2 separate regions of the Anas platyrhynchos genome follow, and region 1 is linked to region 2. The links are chromatin contacts, called in public Hi-C maps. All regions are on one chromosome and are shown on one strand. The core of a region is the stretch at or near the end of the contact, and the rest is flanking DNA. Distances in the headings are between cores, read along the strand shown. Region 1 overlaps AKAP13 (A-kinase anchoring protein 13). Region 2 holds the start of KLHL25 (kelch like family member 25).

Region 1 (3,304 bases), core at 775-3,274, 35 kb after region 2:
ACTTAATATGAGGACAAATGAGAAATCACAGCAAATGTGTTCTGAAGCTGAACTAATGACAGACACATTAAACACCCCCCACTCCCCACCTCCATGTTTCATTCTGGGACAATTCATATATGTTTTTTAGGCAAGTTAAAATTGTATCAAATCAAATGTTAATTAGGTATCATTTTGGAGTTACACGATGAATCAATCCACAGCAAGAATAGGTGCAAGGTTATATCTGACCTTGTCATTTCAATAATGATGCATAATTAAACACATGCTTTAGCTGATCTGCAGACAGATGGTAGATAACCTCTGCCACAAAGGAATACTACATATCTGAAATGGTTTTCAAGTCAGGATTTTAGCTACAGTGAAGCGTTTTTGACTCCATACATACAATTTTATTTTAACTTATTAGGATACATCTAGTTGCCAAGAAATTCAGGCATTTTTCAAGTCTTGAATTGTCACTCTCTTGAACTCAGAGTGGTAGCAGACAGATAAATCAAGTGATACCTTCTTTAAAATGCTGTCTGACTCTGTTCTCCGAAGGTCCTGAGCATCGTCACCTTCATCCTTCACTCCACCTAAAGGAAGAAGCCAGCATTGAAACTGGTTATTCAGCATTTTAGGCCACAGCTGAACTTGCTAGTGTCTGAGAAATTTAATACAGGGAACCGAGATGTTTCACAACAGGGGCCAGAGAGCTCTTCACACTTTAACTAAATGCATTTGCTCCCTCCATATACAGAACCTGTCGGCTCCACCAGAAAAGGGGGGATCTGAATTCAGAGGAGGATTGACTTTGGTTTCAAACAATGTGCTGATGACACACCTTTAGCTTGTGCTCTGTCTAGCCCCCAGACTGTTTTCTACTCCAAAAGAACATTAGCTGAGAAGTTATGAGGCAGAATAAGAGCAGATGGAGAAAAATAACAATACAATCTCAGGGTATATTATTGCAGATACAGTTTCAATGCCTCTCTGTCCAAAGGCAATTTACAGCTGGGTTAGACTGCTGTGCAATACTGGTGTGTAATTTTATGCTAACAATTTTTCCACTGCCTTGGTTATCAGAAACCTTTATCTTCAAAGGGACACTGGACTTCTCTTTCTGGCTTCTCCCTGCATGGCTCACATCAGTGTTCCCAAGCAGGACTGAACTGACTTGAGCCAAGCAAGATGCAGCCCTCCACCTTCTGTGCCCAAGAACACTTTCTCTCTGCTCGCAGCATGTGAAGAAGTCACAAAGCTCTTTGGTCCACCAGCTCTTGCCAAGACCACATTTCCCTCTGCCAGCTGAGATGCAGTCCATGGGGAAATTCCCTGCTTGCTTCTCTTCTAACGACACAGGACTTGACTTACACCTGGATTTGCAGCAGCATGAAGGACACAGTACCTATTGCAAGGCCCCTCTCCCCCCGCCACCCTCCAGGCAGGCTTTGCTATGAAAGGCTGACCCTCACATCCTCCTAACAGACCTTCTCTCCTGCGCCACGTCCTGGGACCTTCCACCTCTCTGCAGGAGGACACACCTCCCTTCTGCTTTGCTGGAGGGGAGAACGAAGGGGAGTCTGGTTATAAGCCTTGCCCAAGGTTGCACAGGTTGTGAACAGAAGAACTGGAGATGAAACCCAGGTTTCATGCCTCCTGGCCCACAGCTGAACAAACACACCCTGCTTTCTTTTCCCCAAATCTCCCAAGAACCTATAACTATTGAGTTATAATCTCATTCAACAGGGGTTATTTCTAGAAAAACAACAACAATGACAAACACCAAAAAACAACAAAAACAGGGTGCAAGGGGGAGTGCTGGGCAGCGAGCAGCCTGAGGTTGTCCCATTCATCACTGCGACAGAGCGAGGCACAGCCCTAACCAACCCTCTCCAGCCCTCAGTGTGAATGTATTTGTCATTATGATGACAAGGCCCGTTGAGAGCTTTGCAGCTTTCCAATAGCTGGGAAAATCTCCACATACTTCTCATGTCTGACTGTCTGGAGCTAACACTGCTCCTTTAATGCAGGAGGTCAGATGGGGTCCAGCGATCCCAGTGCTGAGACAGACACTAGCACAGCAAAACTGGCTGTATTGGGAGTGTGAGAGAGACCACAGAGAAAGGAATTTGAGGACAGGGAAGTTTCTGATGACTAGGGCAAAGAAAGCGAGCATTGGGAAGCAGCCAACTATGCAGCTGAAATAAATATTCACTAATTAGCTTGGGAGAGACTTAATTGCAGGAATAACACATGCAGTTGTATGTGGAACACAAATGCATGGAGAACGCAGCCAGGAGAGAAGGTGCTGGATTCAGCAATATTCTTGTCCATTTGCAAATGCAGCAGCACGAGGAGGCTCCTGCTGGAAGATAACTGAAGAATGAAGAACAGAGCTGCGGACACTTCAGTAAGAAGATCATGAAGAAACTAATCTAACAAGAAAAATGCTTTCATGTGGCATAGAAATGCAGAAGGAAGAATGATTTAAAAAAACATGGAGAGAGAGAAGCAAAGAGTTCAGATGTTTAATCCTCATATAGCTGTGGGGTCTCAACAACTACCATTCTACCTGTACCTATGCTTTTTTCTTAATCCGATATTTAATTTATCTATTGGTATTGCAGAAGAGCAGGGAAATCCAAATTCACCAGCTGCTGAAGTCCTTCAGAAGCAAGAGAACTTGATGACATTAAATATCATTAACAAATGGTGCTGTGTGCACATGTAACTACTCACACTTGGACGCGTTCATCTGATGACTGTCAAATCCTCCAAAAGTTTCTGCCCTTCTAGGAAGAGAGATGGGGCCAACTCCTTCTTGGTCAATGGTGGTGCTGACCTGCTGCCCGAGCGCACAGCCCAAGCTCCTGTTTACCAGGTCTTGTAGCAGTTCAACTGAGAGGATAAAAAGCAGAAATATCTCTGTTAAAGACCACCTCAGGCTTCTGAGCTATTTTCATCCCTACCTTCACATGCTTTTGTATACTAAGAACTCATGTTTCTACGACAATGACATGAACAGTACGTGCCCCCCCTGCAAAAACTCACTCTGACAACAGCATTTAGTAATTTTTACCCTTTCCAAAAATCACACTGAAAAGTTCCTCAAGTTTTCATGTAACCTTGCCAACAGACTGGCTTGTTCCTTGCAGGTACTGAAAATGCCTGCTGGAATCTGAGTCCCCTTCAATCCTTGCTTTGCCTGAAGCACAACAAAATACAGTATGGTCCGCTTTTCACACAAGTATGAAATCCTGGGCTGCCCCGATCCCAGCTCAGATTCAATGCAGGGTTGTTCACTGTGCTAAGACTTCTT
Region 2 (3,316 bases), core at 50-2,549:
CTGTGCTTGTAGCTGGGAAGCCAGCAGCGACACTCTAAGAGTTAAACTGTGATGACCTGGAACAACACAGCTCCCAAAACCCAGGAATTTGATACGGTTCCACATCTTTGGTGTACTTTGTTATTTACTATACACAGCCTCTGCCAGCTGTAGATGGTGTTCTCTTTCAACCTGGGAAGAAAAGAAGTTTTTTGCCTTTATTTCAGTGTTTTGGGATTTATTTCCCAATAAGTTTTGAATCTTCAGGGGCTTTTGCTCCAGTAAATCCCCACAGCAGCCACCTGCCCTGTTCTCACGTGTAAAACCAGCCAAGTGGGCAAAGCTTCGTGTGGGCTGTGGCCGCAAGGCTGGACCAAGGGGTGCCAGTGGGAGGCCAGAGGAGGCCTCTGATGGCAAGGGGAGGCTGTGCCGTGGGCCAGGCCTTCAGTAGCCCATCCGTGGGTACTCGGTGGAGTCGGCACCCTGGGGTAGGCTGTGGGGTGAGCGGACACCCTGGCTTGTATCAGCAGTAGTGTGGGCAGCAGGGCCAGGGAGGTGAGTGCTGTACGTGGCTCTGGTGAGGCTGCACCTTGAGTGCTGCGTTCAGCTTTGGGCCCTGCACTACAAGAAGGACATGGAGACCCTGGAGCATGTCCAAAAGCTGGTGAAGGGCCTGGAGCACAAGTCCTGGGGGGAGCGGCTGAGGGCACTGGGGGTGTTTGGTCTGGAGGAGGCTCAGGGCAGACCTCACTGCTCTGTGCAACCACCTGAAAGGAGGCTGTGGGGAGCTGGGGTCGGCCTCTCCTCACAGATAACTCATGACAGGGCTGAGGGAATGGCCTCAGGTTGTGCCAGGGGAGGTTCAGGCTGGAAACGAGGCGACATTTCTGTCAGAAAGAGCAGCCAGGTGTTGGGACGGGTTGTGCAGGGAGGTGGTGGAGTCACCATCCCTGGGGGTGTTGAAGGAGAGGCTGGACGTGGTGCTTGGGGACACGGCTTGGTGGTGACACTGGTGCTGGGCACGGCTGCACCAGGTGCCCTTGGCGGTCTCCTCCAACCCCAGCGCCTCCAGGATTCTCAGGGACCAACCCCTCATCCCCCCGCACTCCCACAGCGCCCCCCACAGCGGGCGGGCGTTAGGACCCATCCCACAGCCTCCCTCCCTCCCCCCGCCCCTCCCCGCCGTGCTCCCCCCTCATTGGCCGCGCCCCCGCCCTTCCACCCTCCCCTTTCCCTCCCCGCCGCTCCCCGAGGCCCCGCCCTCCAATGACGTCAGGGGCAGGGCGCCACCTGATTGGCTGCGGGCGCGGCGGCGGCCCCGCCCCCGGGCCGCACGGTTCCGCGGGGGCGCGCGGGCGGGGGCGGGAGGAGGAGGAGGAGGAGGAGGAGGAAGGCTGCGGGGCAGCGCGGCCACGCGTGGGCCGGGAGCGGCCCCGGGGTGTCCGCTCACCCTAGGGGCTGCGGGACGCCGGGAGCAGGCGGTGAGCTGAGCCGCGGGAGCGCGCGTGGGCTCGGAGGAGTGCGGGTAGGGGATGGGAGGAAGCAAAAAGACCCCAAAAAGACCCCAAAATAGACCCAAAATAGACCCAAAAGCCTCAAACCGGCATCAGGGTCTCGAGTGGGGAGCCGCGGGGCGCCGCATTCCCTGCGGGCATCGCCGTGGGGCTCCGCGGGGCTGCAGTGCCCCCGCCCCGCGCTGCCCCGCAGCCCCCCGGCACCCCAAAAACGGGTTTGGGGCGGGTTTGGGGCGGGTTCCGCGGCGCTGTGCCCCGCTGCATCCCATCCCCGCTGCCTTGGGGGGGTTAGGGCAGCGCGAGGGGCTCCTGGAGGCGTTCTGCTGCCCCCAGCCTCCCTGCCCCAAACCGTCCCCACCGGCAGCCCGGACCGCGGTCACCCTACAGATGGTCACCCTACAGATACCCTATAAATACGCACCCCGAGTCCCAGCGCAGCGAGCATCTCTGTAACTTTTTACGCTGCCACTTTCCTCCCTCCGCTGCCTTAGGACAATTTTTCATTCGTTTTTCGCCCACCCGCTGTGTGTGCCTGCTGCTGGCCAGCCCCTGCCCCTAACCCCACTGTGCTCCCCATCCCTGCTCAGGTCCCATACTGGTGTCCCACATCTCCAGGGGCTCAGGCACCGCTTATTTCCCCTCCCCATCTCTTCTTGCCCTTCTTTAGGGATGTGGGACCTTTCCTAGGGCCTCGCCGATTGCCGTGCCCTGCTTGCTGTTTCCTATCAAACCTGACCCCAAATCATCTTTTTGTCTCTTCTGTGGCCTCGTCCACCTGCTGGGCCTTATCTCCGCGATAAGGACGCGCCTGGCAAAGAGGCAGAGGTGGAGGTTTGCGACGGGAAGGTGTGGGCGCAGGGCTCCCGGGACTAAAACCAGAGGGGAATTTGCTGCAGAAGCAAATCAGGAGCGCCTCGAGGTAGGCAGGAGGCTGTAAACAACCTCAGCGTTGGGGAACCCAAACTTCCTGCCCCTTTTTTTGTCCTTTTTCTCCGGTATGTGGCAATTGCTGTGCCAGGTCCTCCTGCCTCATCATGAAACGTGTCCCATGGTAGGTCCCCACGCTGCGTTTGGGGCAGGTGTGGGTAATGCAGGCAGCGTGACCGGGCTCCTGATGTGGTTTGGGAGAGGCGATGAGGCCAGCTGGGAACCTCTGGACGGCAGGAGGGAGACAGATGAAATTTATGAGGGCAGGCAGCTTGGGAACAGGGCGATGCTGCCTGACACCTCCAAATGTGTTAAAATGAACGTGGGGTGGTGCACGAGGTGGTCCCTCCAGGGCTGGAGCAGTGCCGGGCAGGGGCAGGAAGGGAGCGTGTGGCTGTCGGTCTGGATGTATTAACGGGTGAGTTACGGTGCCTATTTTGTCCCTACAGTGGTAACCACAGTCTGCAGGAGCTCAGGTCCTCCTCCTTCGCAGCCAGGCTTTAGGCAGTGTTAGGAGGTAGGTTTTGGGAGTGATGGGGTGAGGACAGAGTGTGTGGGGCAGTTCTAGGGAGGGAGGCACGGGGCTGTGGAGCAGGGAAATGGGCACAGGGTGGTTGAGCAGGGAGGTGGGCACAAGGTGGTGGAGCAGGGACTGCAGAGCCATCCTGGGACATCTGCAGTGGGCACTGGGGGTCTGGAGGGAGCGTGTGGGGAGCAGCAGTGTCAGCAGGTGAAGCGAGGAGTAGCCGTGCTCCGGTCTTCTATCGACTGCAGGGGATGAAGCTGGCGTTGCATAAAACGCTGGCTGCAGGAGCTCGGCCAGGATGCATTGAGCTGTAACGAGTCTCCCCGAGTGCCTGGGCTGACCTTTAGCCACCACCATCACGTCAGCCTTT

The links. A called contact is a pair of places that touch in the nucleus more often than the background predicts.
Region 1: a contact with region 2 is called in a Hi-C map of skeletal muscle, with 5 times the contacts expected there. The contact joins the enhancer-like site here to the promoter of KLHL25 in region 2. A contact is called at or near these places in 4 of 8 Hi-C or Micro-C datasets (F1 follicle, liver and skeletal muscle).

What each region holds. Positions count from the first base shown.
Region 1 is chr11:18,174,512-18,177,815 of IASCAAS_PekinDuck_T2T, forward strand. AKAP13 (A-kinase anchoring protein 13) reads right to left here. Exons shown (of 41, transcript XM_072043424.1): 34 at 2,725-2,883; 35 at 508-578. Among named protein-coding and RNA genes, the nearest start is that of KLHL25, 35 kb to the left of the region's middle. Within about 2 kb of position 2,025, at least 1 of the 8 cell types and tissues checked has an H3K27ac peak or open chromatin away from gene starts, as enhancers often do.
Region 2 is chr11:18,139,767-18,143,082 of IASCAAS_PekinDuck_T2T, forward strand. KLHL25 (kelch like family member 25) reads left to right here and starts at 1,300. Exons shown (of 3, transcript XM_027466175.3): 1 at 1,300-1,460.